Linked DNA regions of Mus musculus: all the other regions are linked to region 3. Evidence: chromatin contacts called from public HiChIP or PLAC-seq and capture Hi-C data. All regions are on one chromosome and are shown on one strand. The core of a region is the stretch at or near the end of the contact, and the rest is flanking DNA. Distances in the headings are between cores, read along the strand shown. Region 1 holds the start of Usp4 (ubiquitin specific peptidase 4 (proto-oncogene)). Region 2 holds the start of Impdh2 (inosine monophosphate dehydrogenase 2). Region 3 holds the start of Sema3f (sema domain, immunoglobulin domain (Ig), short basic domain, secreted, (semaphorin) 3F).

Region 1 (4,819 bases), core at 228-2,727, 640 kb after region 3:
AGTTCAAGGTCAGTCTGGTCTACAGAGTGAGTTCCAGGACAGCCAGGGCTACACAGAGAAACCCTGTCTCGAAAAAAAAAAAACCGAAACAAAACAGGATTTGCCTGAAAAGCAAAAGCTCACCAGTTGCCCGGGCATCTCCACAGATGGCTTTCTACCATGCTTTTAAACCTGTTCCAGAGCAAGATTTTCAAGACTTGCAATCTTTTCTTTTTCTTCTTCTTCTTCTTCTTCTTCTTCTTCTTCTTCTTCTTCTTCTTCTTCTCCTTCTCCTTCTCCTTCTCCTTCTCCTTCTCCTTCTCCTTCTCCTCCTCCTCCTCCTCCTCCTCCTCCTCCTCCTCCTCCTCCTCCTCCTTCTCCTTTTCTCCTTCTCCTTCTCCTTTTCCTTCTTCTCCTCCTCCTCCTTCTTCTCCTCCTTCTCCTCCTCCTTCTCCTCCTTCTCCTTCTTCTTCTTCTTCTTCTTCTTCTCCTCAAGACAGGGTTTCTTGTAGCCTTGGTTGTCCTAAAATTCTCTCTGTAGACCAGGCTGGCTTCGAATTCAGAGATCTGCCTACCTCTGCCTCCTGAGTGCTGGGTTAAAAGCCTGTGCCATCACCGCCCGGAAGAAAACGGAATCATTGTTTCAGGAAAAAATTAAGATGCCTGGACCTCTGTCGGCTTCGGTGGTTGCTACTCTCTCCTTGACCTGGATGGCTGACAGGATACAAAGTTGTTTAAGACAACTTTGTTTTTTGCGTCTATTTATGACTTTATTTTTGTTTTTTGCAGGTGTGGTGATGTATGCTTTTAATCCCAGCACTCTGGAGAAAAGGGCAAATGGGCCTAAATTCGAGACTAGCCTAGATTACATAAACAGCTCCAGGACAGCAGCTAGAAGAAACCTGTCCCAAACAAACAACAAATTTCACTATTGTGTGCCTGTTTGGCGAACGCGTGCCACAGTGTCTGTGTCGAGAACAAAGGACAACTTTAAAGAGTCAGTTTTCTTTTTCCACTTTTACACGGGTTCTGGGGATCAAACCCAGTTGTCACCCACGTAGCCATCGCGCCGGCCCTTGTTTGAAACAACTATTAATGGCTGGACCACACCGGACAGTCCAGATCTCAATGCGTCCGTGTGCACTTGGCTACAGGGGCTGCCGAGGCAGTAAATTCAATCTCGCATTTAGGCAGTCTTGCTGAAAGCCGCATGGAACCGAGTGGAAACAAGAAAAGCAAGCGGCAGGCTCCTCCTGCACGGATTTAGCATCAGGCTAACCTCACAGGCCAGGATGGAGCGAGTGACTGATGGGTCGAGGGCGGGCCAGCAGTCAGATCGCAGGAGCCGCTCAGACACGGGTGGATGTGGCCGCCGCCTCTGGGCGTCCAGCCTGCTTCTGTCCGCTTCGGCTCCGGAGGGGGCGGGGGGGGGTTAACAGCGCGTGGGGGCGGGGAGAAGAGGCGAAAGTCGACGGCGGTGCCGGGCGCGCGCACGTGCGTGGTTACGTGCGTGCGTGGGCGCGGCCCATAGCACGCCGTGCGCTAGGCGGATGTCCGGGCCGGCTGGGCCGGGGCGGCGGACGAGATGGCGGAAGGCCGGGGCAGCCGTGAGCGACCGGATGTGGAGACCCAGAAGACGGAGCTCGGAGCCTTGATGGGGACCACGCTCCAACGTGGGGCGCAGTGGTGAGCGTCCGCCCTGCCCTCCTGCGGCGCAGAGCGTCTAGCCGGCTCGCTGGCCCTCAGGCCGGACCTCTGTCCTCAGTTTTAGGTGGAGGCGGGCCGGGGGCGGTGCCTGGAGTCTGAAAGAGTGGCTTGACAGCGGCCGCTGATGAAAGAAACCCCGGGATCAGCTGGGGGACAGCGCTGACAGGCGTGGGGTTTGTCCCGGTCCATTCGGATTCACAGTAGTCTTGGACCGGCGGGGACAGGGGGTGTAGAATATAGAAAAGGGGGCGCGCTGGGGTCGGCGGGAGCGGGAAGGTGGGGGAAAGCACTTAACCACCGAAGACTTGGGCGCTTGATGGTGACCTTGGTGGGGGAAGTTTCCACCCCTTACACACCTCCGATCCTTAACAATTAAAACCTCGGTAGCAATTTGTGGCTTAGGACGCTCCTGGCGTGGAGAGAGGATCCGAAGTGGATACTTTGTAACTTGTAAACTGTGATACTTTGTAACTTGTAAACCGTGGGACAGGATTCAAAGCCAAAAACTAGAAGCCAGTTGTCAGATGGTCCGGGACAATTGTAGCAGTAGTTAGATGTAAGAGTGGGAGGGGAGGGGAAGGGAGGGGAGCTTGACTCCTGGAGCAAAATAGAAGATCGAAAGTTACAAGACTTTGCCAGGCACGCTGGCATATGCTTTATTGGTTTGCAGGAGCAGAGGCTGTAGGATTGCTGTAGGTTCAGGGCTGGTCTCATACAGTGAGCAGCACCCCCCCCCCAAAAAAAAAGTTCCAGGTTTACTAGAGCAGATTCAAATATGAGGCCTCTTAAGAGATTGTTAACTAGAAGGGATTGTACTCCCCAGTCGGGGAGAAATGCCTGGGTGGTGCTGCTGTGTAGGAGTCAAATAATAGGGTAGGTTTCTCATTGATTATGACCAATATGAGGACTGAAAAAGAGAACAGAACTTATGTGTTTGGGGTGTGGTCTAGGTGTAGTTTATGGTGTTTAAATTGAGCCAGTGAAAGGCCAGACAAATAGAGAGAGGTACTTTAGAAATTCTGCAAAGGGATGACACAGAAAGAATATTCAGGTTGGTCTGGATGCTCATGCCTGTAGTCTTAGTCCTGGAGGAGTATTGCTGCCAAATTTCAGGGCCAACCTCAGTGACATAGTAAAAGCCTTGTCTCAAAAAAAAAAAAAAAATGGTGGTGGGTAATGTGATTAATAACTTAGTAACATAGTTTTACTTGTAGAAAGAGTCCATTTGAAATGATTGCTCATGGGCTGGTGAGACTGCTCAGCATCTGAGAACTTAGATTATTCTTGCAGTGCCTGAGTCTGAGGCCCAGCACTCGGGTTTGGTGCCTCCCTGCCATCTGTAACTCAAGCTCCAGCTCCAGGGATAGCAACTCCCCTGACCTCCGTGGGCACTGGGAGTCATGCTCAAACTCAGGCACATAACCAAAGCATAATTAAAAAGAAAAACTCAGCCCAGGAGCGGTGGCACACATCTTTAGTCCCAGCGCTTGGGAGGCAGAGGCAGGTGGATCTCAGAGTTTGAGGCCAGCTCAGTCTACAGACAGGACAGACAGAGAAACCATGTTTCGAAAAACTGAAATAAATTAAATCCTAACTAGGCATAGTGTCACACAACTTTAATCCCAGCCTCTGGGAGGCATACACAGGTGGATCTCTCTAGTTCAAGGCTATCCTGGGCTACATACTGAGGGTGCACCTCCCCCCCCCCCCCCGCCATCTCCAAAGTTAATTAGTTTTAAAATTCTTTCAATAATCGTTTATGGTTTTGGTTGTTTGTTTCTGAGACAAGGTCTCCCTGTGGCCCCTACTGGTTTGGAACTTGAGATGTAGCCAGGCTGGCCACAGACTTGCAGACTCTTCTGCATCTGCCTCCTGTGTGCTGGGATTACAGATAAGTGATCGCAGTGTCTTGTGTGTGAGAGAGAAAGAGACAGGCAGAGAGAGAGGGGGGGGAGGGAGAGGAATATGAGAATGTATGGCACACGCTATGCATGCAGATGCCTATGCAGAATAGAAGAGGCTGTTGGATTTCCTGGAGCTAGAGTTGTGCATACCATACATGGGTGCTAGGAACCAAACTTGAGTCCTTTGGCAGAGCACAAGACTCTCTTAACCTCTGAATTATCTTTCCAGTCCCTTGTTCATTTTTTTTCAGACGTGGTCATATTAGGTAACCTTGACTGGTCTGGAATTCCCTATGTAGACCAAGCTGGACTGGAACTCATAGACATCCAAGTGTCTATGCCTCCTGAGTGCTGGGATGTAAAGGCCAGCATGTGCTAGCATGTGTAGCTTTGTTTTGTCTTTTACAGATAGGGTCTCTTGTAGCCCAAGGGAGGGAACCTCAAGCTTACTGTGCAGGGTAGATTGACCTTTTTGCCTGGACCTCACAGATGCTGGAATCATAGATGTGGGTCACCACAAACTTCCTCTACTTATTCTCTTAGCAGTCATTTTTCTTAGTGAATACCTGGCATAGATTAGGCCCTCTCTGCCATGTGGGGCTAACTTCTGTTCTTGATATTAGGAGTGTGATTTTAGTCGACAGTGGCGGTAATGCACACTTCTAGTACCAGCACTCAGGAGGCAGTGGCAGGCAGATCTCTGCATTTGAGGTTAGCCTGGTCTACAGAGCAAGTTCTAGGACAGCCAGGGCTACACAGAGAAACCCTATCTTGAAAAGCTCCCCTCCCCCCAAACGTGATTTTGTGAGAATTGTATATTACCTTGGTGAGAAGACCATAAGGAGCTTAAGGTAGGTGTCTAAAGATGAAAATTAAAGGAGAGCTGCAAAACATAATGCTTTGGGTTTTTAAAACTGTGTTTCTTTATTCAGCTGTATTTTATATGTAGCTGCTATTTCTCCCTAGGTATCTTATTGACAGCCGGTGGTTCAAGCAGTGGAAGAAGTATGTGGGCTTTGACAGCTGGGACATGTACAATGTCGGGGAGCATAACCTGTTTCCTGGACCTATTGACAACTCCGGACTCTTCTCAGGTGGAGTATGCTCAGTTTTCTACTGTAGTTCTCATGGGCCAGTCAGGGGCTGCGTGTATCTCTACCATGGTCCTCATGAGTGTGAAACTTTCATAATGTGAAGACATAGACGTGTTCCTTTACATCTGTAGTAGA
Region 2 (4,846 bases), core at 246-2,745, 850 kb after region 3:
ATAAAGCTGACACATGTTCCTTAAATTTTGAGTGGATGAGGGAATGGCTGTGAGACTGTTGGAGCACGCTGAGTACTGAAGAGGTACTGAGTACTGAAGAGGTACTGAGCCCAGAGAAGGTGGTTATTGGCCTTTGCTGCTGAGTTAAAAACAATGTGGGTAAACAGCTGGAGCTAGGTCTTCTAGATGCTTATCTGCTGCCAATGGGATATAGATAGATTTAAGTAGTTCAACCTGAAATTGTTTGGGAGGCTCAAACAGGAAGGGTTAGAATTATGCTATTACTTACTGAAATTCTTCTTCAGCCCTCAGAGTGTGAAAGGCCGAAATGACACCTTTTACCTGACACCTGAGCCAGTTGTAGCTCCCAACAGCCCAATCTGGTACTCAGTCCAGCCTATCAGCAGAGAACAGATGGGACAGATGCTGACCCGGATCCTGGTTATACGAGAAATCCAAGAAGCCATTGCCGTGGCCAATGCAACCACCATGCACTGAGGTGCCTCAGCTATAGGAAAAAAGATCCAGGAAAAACCAGACAGACTTTCACACTAAAGGAGAGGCCTCCACATTTTTTTTTAATTTGTAGTTATGATGCTTTTCAGGCTACTTCTGTTCAAAATGTAAAAGACGATATTGCCCTCTTTGCATCTTCATAAAATGGGCAGACCCCTGGTTCATAGGGATCTGGGTTTTCTGAGAACCTGGTGTCCTAGGAAGTGGTTGGCTTTTTCTTTTCTCTTTTTTTCTTTTGTCTGGGGCGTGGGGAAAGGAACTTGGACTGTATGGAGAGATACAGACCCTTCCCTTCCTCAGGGAAGATGGAGCTGCTGATGCATCAGCCTGTCACTCGGAATCGGCAAACTTTACTGACCACTCAGAGCCACATTTGTTTTTTGTTTTTTGTTTTTTTTTTTTGTAATGCTCAGACATAAACTTAACATCTTGATGGAAGAAGAATAAGGGGAACTTCAATTATGATTTTTATCCAGACAATTTCTATTACACCCTTCTTTATGACAAGTGACATAAAAGTTAAAGTAAAAACTTTACCATGCGCTTTTTTTTTTTTTTGGCCTAACATTGAGGCCTTAAAAATGAGGCTCCTGTGCCTGATGGAATTCTTGTAACATACACTTGTGTATCATATAAAGATACCACTCTTTCTCTTATGTATTCTTATTCTAGTTGTTTATTAAGAATGACAAGCACGTCTTTTCAACAAGCTACTGGAGAACGTGTCTTTATTTGGGGGAGGAGCTCTGCGGGGGCGGGGGAGTGGAAACAAAACTTAATTGAATGGGCCTGGATCCTGCTGTGGTGGGATGCGGGGAGGGGTGGGACAGGAAACAGGCCTTTGGCCTTGGGCCTGTGAGCTCGATAAGCACGTGGTTACCCAGCTCTGCCAGCTCCGCCTCTATACGGGGCGTGGCCCTCAGTACGCACGCCCTACGCCTGGCGTCATCGACGCACGCAACGTGTGACGGAATAATCTAGTTTATATTGGCGCGGTCCGGACGGCAGAGGCCTCTGCGGCGCGGTCCTCGGAGCGGCGCGGTTCTCGGAGCCACGCGTCTGTCTTCCTCCGTGGTCATGGCGGACTACCTGATTAGCGGAGGCACCTCTTACGTGCCGGACGACGGGCTCACAGCGCAGCAGCTCTTCAACTGCGGGGACGGCCTCACCTACAAGTGCGGGTCTAGGGCACCCATCGGGGCGAGGCGAGGGGCCGCACGCTGGCGAGAAGGCCGGATGAGGGAGGGCTTCATTGAAACTGGTGGGAGCGGATGGGGAACAGAATCCGGGAATTCCTTATCGCCGAAGACTAACTTCGACATATGTGAAGCAGGGGCAGGGGTTTAGAGGGTGATTTCAATAGTATTTAATACTTGAGTCGTGAGACACAGTTCTCTGGATATGTGGAATATGTTAGCGTGCACTAATGACACCTCGGTGGCATCCACCCAGTGACATTTTGCCTGTGTCACACTTGCTGGTACAACTCCCTGCTCAAGAGTTTTATGGGATGATATATGGAGTTGAAGTTTCTTGGTGTCACAAGCCTGAGAGACCTGCTTATTTCCCTCCTACAGTGATTTTCTCATTCTTCCTGGGTATATCGACTTCACTGCAGATCAGGTGGTGAGTAATAAGGCACTGGATTTTTGGTTTGGGGGGTTCCTTTTTTTTTTTTTTTTTTTTCTGAGACAGGGTTTCTCTGTATAGCCCTGGCTGTCCTGGAACTCACTCTGTAGACCAGGCTGGCCTTGAACTCAGAAATCCGCCTGCCTCTGCCTCCCAAGTGCTGGGATTAAAGGCGTGCGCTACTTCTGCCTGGCTCTATTTTGTTTTTGAGACAGCCTGCCTACATTACTTTGGCTGTTCCAGAAGTGGTTTTGTTGACCCTAATTATTAGTGTCAACGCTCAGTCTTGTTTCTGAGTGGGTACTGTTATTACAGTAGGCATGTGCCCCTGTACCCACTCTAGGAACTGGATTGGTAAATATCTAGGAGGGGTAAGATGCTGCTGTTCGTTACTGTGAGCTTACTGCACCAGGCTAGGCTTTGTGGTGAACATGGCAGCTCACCCAGGGCTCCTGGGATGGACCCTGAGGAATAAGCTGTATTTTCCTTTGCTGGTCCTTTTTCTCCTCAGGACTTGACGTCTGCTCTAACTAAGAAGATTACACTAAAGACCCCATTGGTTTCCTCACCCATGGACACTGTCACAGAGGCTGGAATGGCCATCGCGATGGCGGTAAGGCTTGAGCGCCATGGGTGCCATCTTATAGCCAAAGATTGTGTTTCTGTTTTATCACTTACTTGTGTGTTCGTCTTGTAGCTTACAGGAGGTATTGGTTTCATCCACCACAACTGCACACCTGAATTCCAGGCCAATGAAGTTCGGAAAGTGAAGGTTAGAAGGCCAAGCATCATGGCCAAGAGTTGCTGGGAATTAGAGGCGTGGGGTGGAAGTGGAGGGTTTGTTTTGCTAAGCGTCCTTTCTCCTGCTGTGAGCTTCAGCTACTGAGGAGGAAGACCCAAGACCCCATTTCTTAGCTAGAGCACGCACGGTGCTTCCAGACCCCCTATGTCCATGTTTGAGCATTTCATTTCATTTGTTTCCGTGGCTCTGCTATACAGGACACTTAGGCATGGACCTCATCCTTTAGAACAGGGGCCTGATGACAGTGATATCAAAGATACAGTGACCTTCTCACCATTCCTTCCAGAAATACGAACAGGGATTCATCACTGACCCCGTGGTCCTTAGCCCCAAGGATCGTGTACGCGATGTTTTTGAGGCCAAAGCCAGGCATGGCTTCTGTGGTATCCCCATCACAGATACAGGCCGGATGGGGAGTCGATTGGTGGGCATCATCTCCTCAAGGGACATTGATTTCCTCAAGGAGGAAGAGCATGACCGGTTCTTGGAAGAGGTGGGTGCCACTGGCTGAGGAGAAACTAAGGTCTAAGCCCAGACTGGAGGAAGCATGCAGTTTCTTTTTACTTCTATGACACTGCTGACAGTCTCATTTCCTGTCCAAGGAAAATGCTCAGCTATGTTTCTTACTACTTCATGTGATCCCTGCATCCATCCCTTCTTCCTGCTGTGCCTCTGCTGTCTACATGTCTGTAACGTTTGTGCTTCCTTTCTTCGCCATGCTCTTGTGTGGTCCTCTCTAGAGAGGCTGCTCCTGCTGCTGTGTTCTCCATAACTACTGGCTGCCTCTCAGGAGGGGCGGCTCTGGTCATGTATGTGATCGTGGTGGTCTTTTGATAGTATAGTTTGACCTATGGGTAAAGGAGGGTCCTGGTCTGACTGGCCTTTGCCTCTTGACTCATCCTAGATCATGACTAAGAGGGAAGATTTGGTGGTCGCCCCTGCCGGCGTCACTCTGAAAGAGGCAAATGAGATTCTGCAGCGAAGTAAAAAGGGTGAGGCCTGGCCTACAAGGTGGAAAGGGGCTCAAATTATTTTATTTTTATTATTATTTTGGTTTTTCGAGACAGGGTTTCTCTGTGTAGTCCTGGCTGTCCTAGAACTCACTCTATAGACCAGGCTGGTCTCAAACTCAGAAATCCGCCTGCTTCTGCCTCCCGAGTTCTGGGATTAAAGGCGTGCGCCACCACCGCCCAGCTAGGGGCTCAAATTATATTCAGAACCGTGACTTGTTTCCTGCTCTGTCTTCAGGAAAGTTGCCCATTGTGAATGAAAATGATGAGCTGGTAGCCATCATTGCCCGGACAGACCTAAAGAAGAATCGTGATTACCCCCTGGCCTCCAAAGATGCCAAGAAGCAACTGCTGTGTGGGGCAGCCATTGGCACTCATGAGGATGACAAGTATAGGCTGGACTTACTGGCCCTTGCTGGTGTGGATGTAGTGGTTTTGGTAAGCTGCATTATAAATAAGGCAGGACTTAATGAGGTGATTGCCATATCATGGTGTAGCTAGTATTTCCTTCTTCCTGTTCTAGGACTCTTCCCAGGGAAACTCCATCTTCCAAATCAATATGATCAAATACATCAAGGAGAAGTATCCCAGTCTACAGGTCATTGGAGGCAATGGTAAGGGAAGACAGTACTGAGCGGGGGGAGATAATGCTCTCTGCCACGGGACCCTCCCTCATGAGCCTCTCTGTTTCACTGTAGTAGTCACTGCTGCGCAAGCCAAGAACCTCATAGATGCAGGTGTAGATGCTTTGCGAGTCGGCATGGGAAGTGGTTCCATCTGCATCACCCAGGAAGGTAAAACTACACTTTGATTTGGGCCGTTGGCTCTTAGGGGAAATTACACTAGACTCCTCCAACATGGGCAACTCTAGGGCCAAACGGGCCTCTTG
Region 3 (4,313 bases), core at 473-2,972:
GGCCAGGGTTTCCCAGTCAAGGTCACCTGGGCCAGGCTCCATCCCCACCCCCAAGGTACGCAGAGTAGCGGGGGCTGAGGCTGGGCTTCTGGCCTCTCCAACCCCCCACCTTCCTACTTCCGGGCCTGGCTCCTTTGGAACTACGGGGGAACAGTGGGGGTAGATCTGACTGCATTCTTGCTTGGCCCAGACAAGATAGTCCACTGCGTCCAGGCACACCCCCTGAGCAGCTGGAGAAGCAGCCCCGGCTCCATCCCACCCCCGGGCCCAGTTTTCCCCTATCTGTAACTAGGGTAGCGGGTACTGGAGAAAGAGTGAATTCGGGGAAACAGGACTCCTTCTACCTGGCCCAGCTCCACGGTGGACACAGGGAGGCTTCAGTCTGTCCTCTCCCCAGATGTTAATGGTCTGGTGGCAAAATGCACCTATTTCAAGAATGAGGAGTTATAGGTCCGGCTGGGACCCCAGCCTTAGTTCCAAAGGACTCTTCATCTTGACACTTTCCTTACCTCACCTGCTCTAGACAACCCGCCACCCCCCATGGTCCCTTGCCCACTTCACCACTAGGGTCCGTGGTTCAAACTGGGGCTTGACCCCAGGCTCTTCCAACTTAACAACACCTCACTTACACCGAGACCCCTGAACCGGAGAAGGACCGAGAGGCAGCTGGGGGCCAGGAGATCGGCAAATGGCTGAAAGAAAAGCCCATTTGGAAACAGATCCCCTTGTCTTGCGGTTCCGGGCGACCCTCCACGTGGGGGCTTCCAATTTAGACCTTCCCCTGGGGCTGACCTGGTCTTCAGATTAGAGACACTGTGGCAGTGCAAACGCGCCGTTTGGGAAAGAGTGCAGGCGTCAGCAGAGGACTAAAACAGAAGGATCCGAACTCCCACTCAACGAGGGTAAGGGTACCCACCCAAAACCTTGCGGGGGTGGAAAAAGTTAATTCACACACCAGTGATCCCGCAGGCCACATCACCTAGTCACACACACATCTTTACAGCGCCCGGGAACCGGGGAGGTTCAGGACGCCGGGACAGGTATGAAGCACATCCTAGTTCTGTCGCCTGGTACCCGCAGACAGTGTGCCACGGTTCGCCAGACCTCGCGCACTTCTAAGGAGTTGCAGTGCCGCGGATCCTAGTGGGGTCGGGAGGTCGTGTTCTCTCCGTACTCACCTCGTCCACGGCGGCGGGGCCTGGGCGCCCGGGCAGCGGTGGCCGCCGCAGCAGCGGAGAGGTTCGCGTCCGGCCGGTCCGCTTTAGCTGCCCCCCCCCCGGGCCACGGCCCTGTCCGCGCCCTCTTGTCTCTTAGCCTGAGCCGGGATCCGCACCGCGGACTCGGCTTCACTGGGTCCCCTGGCTTCGTGCACGTCAGCAGCCGAGGCCCCGGGCCCTAGCCCGGGCCATGGAAAGGCTCAGGGGCGCTCGGGGCCGCCTCCCCCGGGGCGGGCTGCGGGCGCCCCCTGGCCTGCGCGCCGAGGGCGCATTCCCCGGTGCGGGGCGCGGGCGGTGGCGCGCGCTAGGCTACAGAGCGCTGCGCTGGGCTCGGCCGGGTGGCGCTGCGCTTGCCTGGCTGTCTGACTAGGGCCCGGAGACCGAGCGGGGCTGCGCGGGTCCTCGAAGCGTACCCTGGCTCTACGCTGCGCTCGGGGCTCCCTGGACCGCTGCGGTTTGTTCCCTAGCTGCTCAGGTCTCGAGGCCGCTGGCGGGACGGGACGCTCGGAGCCGCGCGCGGAGCGCAGGCAATTGGCCGCCCGTGGGCGACATTTGCATAGCACGGCCCCGCCCCGCCGGGCCCGCCCGGCCCCACCTCCGGGGCGGGACCCTCCCGGCCACCGCCCCGCCCCCGCTCCACCTGTCCGCGGGCAGGGCTCAGGGTTCCCAGGCGGTGGGCAACCCGCGCCAGGGGAGACTGCTCTGCACCCTGCACCCCCGCCCTGGCATCGCGGGCGGCGCCCCCGCCCCGCCCTGGCTTTGTCTCTCCGTGGATACACGGCGCACATCGCGCCTGGTGTTTACCCGGGCATTCAACTCCCTGGTGAGAAGGGCTGGAGCGCAGGGGAGCAACCAGCTAGCACTCACCTGCGCGCCCCCTTCCGCGTTCCTCCTTCCTACTTGCTGCCAGCCACGGCCCAGCGGCGAAGGACCTGGGATGGCCCAGGCCTCTCAGCAGGTGGCGGTGCAGCCCTTGGGACGGTTGGCACTTCTGGACCTTCCGACAGATGGCTACCTCCAGAGTAGGTCAAGTGGGTGCAGCCCAGCCACTAGCTCTGTCCAGCTAGCCAAATGCTCCAAGTGATCACCTCAAACACCAGTAAGTCTCATTTCAAGCCAGCGGTCCTCACAGACTTTCCCTTTACAGTGCCATATTCCAGAGAACCCAGATGACAGGAGGACGACTCAAGGCATACCCCCCACCCCTCTGCTATGAAAAGGGCACTTGCTTTCAAATCTCAACAATTGAGCAAGAGCCTCCCCTGACCCCAGGAAGGGTCCCTCTGAGCAGCCCATCCCCCAAGGTCATGGCCTCATCAGCCAGAACCACTTCTCAGCCCTTCCCCATACACTCTTGCTGTGGTCCCAGGAGGCTTTGGCCCTCTTTGTCCTCTGCTTCCTCCCTGTCCTCCATCTCCTATTCCCTCCTCTTCTCTCCCTTCTCTTCTGTCTTCCTCCTTTCTTTCTCTCTGCCTTCTGCTCTCTCCCCACTCAGTCCTCCATTTGTCTTCTTCCTCCCCTTCCTACCCCTCTTTCCTCCTGTCTTCCTTTTCCATTTCTCTTTTCTTCTTCCTCCATCCTCTCCTTTTCCTGGCTACAACTCCCAGAAGAGCCACTCTTCCTCTGACCCACTGGCTGGCTGACTGTGTGCATTAGGTGGGTATCAGAGGGCTGCTGGGATACTACTGAGGGTCACCTGACTCACAAGTGGGGTACTTCCTATGCTTCCAAGAGGGCCTGGCTGTTTAAGGTGAGGAAATGTCTACCTGCTGTAGTGAGGGACAGCACCGATCTGATCTTCTCCCTAATGTCATACTTCACTCAAAACATTAACAAAGCCGGGCGGTGGTGGCGCACACCTTTAATCCCAGCACTTGGGAGGCAGAGGCAGGTGGATTTCTGAGTTCGAGGCCAGCCTGGTCTACAAAGTGAGTTCCAGGACAGTCAGGGCGACACAGAGAAACCCTGTCTCTCTCGAAAGAGGCTAGGTGAGCTGGCATATGCCTTTAGCTTTTAATCTAAGCCCTTCTCTGAGTTCCAGGCCAGTTTGGTCTACATGGCAAATTCTAAACCAGCCAGGGCTATACAGTAAAATCCAGTTTGCTCAGACAAACAAAACATGCATGCATGCTGACAGAGCTAAGGGTATTGCTCCGTGATAAAGCATAGGCTTGGCATGTGCATCACATGTATTCGGTGTGTAGTGCCAGAACCAAGTCAATCACTGCTAATCGCCTCCCTCATCCTCACCAGGAACATCTTTGTGGTTACCATCGCCATCACAGCACCAACACCAACACCAACACGGTGGGCCGCTTAGACCTACCCTGACTCCTCACTGTGATTACATGGCTATCCCAGGGACTAGGAAGATAGTGGCTCAGCGGTTAAGAAAGAGTGCTGCTTCTCTTCCAGAGGTCCTGAGTTCGATTCCCAGCAACTACAACCATCTATAATCACATCTGATGCCCTCTTCTGTCATGCAGGCATACATGCAGGCAGAGCACTTAAACACTGAAATACATAAATGGTTACTGCCACTGCTATGGCTTCTAGGACCTCCATTCTTCCACAGCCCCCACCTGTCTCCTTGAAACTCTTCTGTCACCAGTAGCAGTAGCAGCAGCAAAGTCCCAAAGGCAGAATTGTAAGGGTGTGGCAGAGCTCCAAGTTCAGGGCTGGAAAGGACTGCTCTCAACTGATCTGTTTGTGTGAGGAACAGCTCAGACACAGAACAGTTTATCACACAAAGGCCTCAGGTGATGGGATGATGGGAAAGGGGCGAGGAACAAGTATTGAACCTGACTGTGTGTAGAGTGGAAGGTCACTCTAAGGTTCTCTCTAAGTGGATGGAGAGGGATGAATAAAAAACATTTTTTAAAAAGATTTGTTTAGGGCTGGCGAGATGGCTCAGTGGGTAAGAGCACTGACTGCTCTTACGAAGGTCCCGAGTTCAAATCCCAGCAACCACATGGTGGCTCACAACCACCCGTAATGAGATCTGACACCCTCTTCTGGTGTGCCTGAAGACAGCTACAGTGTACTTACATATAATAAATAAATCTTGAAAAAAAAGATTTAAAAAAAAAGATTTGT

The links. HiChIP or PLAC-seq counts read pairs in DNA pulled down with a chosen protein or histone mark. Capture Hi-C pulls out chosen DNA fragments and counts their contacts.
Region 1: a FOXA1 HiChIP or PLAC-seq map of pancreatic cancer cells shows a contact between it and region 3. The contact joins the promoter of Usp4 here to the promoter of Sema3f in region 3. A contact is called at or near these places in 2 of 115 datasets of contacts at active chromatin or transcription factors (large pre-B cells and pancreatic cancer cells).
Region 2: a capture Hi-C map of macrophages shows a contact between it and region 3, with 3 times the contacts expected there. The contact joins the promoter of Impdh2 here to the promoter of Sema3f in region 3. A contact is called at or near these places in 2 of 39 promoter capture datasets (cranial neural crest and embryonic stem cells) and 2 of 9 other capture datasets (liver and macrophages).

Annotation. Positions count from the first base shown.
Region 1 is chr9:108,346,354-108,351,172 of GRCm38.p6, forward strand. It overlaps Usp4 (ubiquitin specific peptidase 4 (proto-oncogene)), which reads left to right and starts at 1,478. Exons shown (of 22, transcript NM_011678.2): 1 at 1,478-1,665; 2 at 4,557-4,684. The coding sequence starts at 1,565.
Region 2 is chr9:108,558,941-108,563,786 of GRCm38.p6, forward strand. It overlaps Impdh2 (inosine monophosphate dehydrogenase 2), which reads left to right and starts at 1,496. Exons shown (of 14, transcript NM_011830.5): 1 at 1,496-1,691; 2 at 2,094-2,142; 3 at 2,657-2,758; 4 at 2,843-2,917; 5 at 3,234-3,440; 6 at 3,852-3,939; 7 at 4,196-4,395; 8 at 4,481-4,571; 9 at 4,656-4,751. The coding sequence starts at 1,594. It overlaps Qrich1 (glutamine-rich 1), which reads left to right. Exons shown (of 10, transcript NM_175143.5): 10 at 306-1,227. The coding sequence ends at 498.
Region 3 is chr9:107,708,240-107,712,552 of GRCm38.p6, forward strand. It overlaps Sema3f (sema domain, immunoglobulin domain (Ig), short basic domain, secreted, (semaphorin) 3F), which reads right to left and starts at 1,723. Exons shown (of 18, transcript NM_001379496.1): 1 at 1,179-1,723.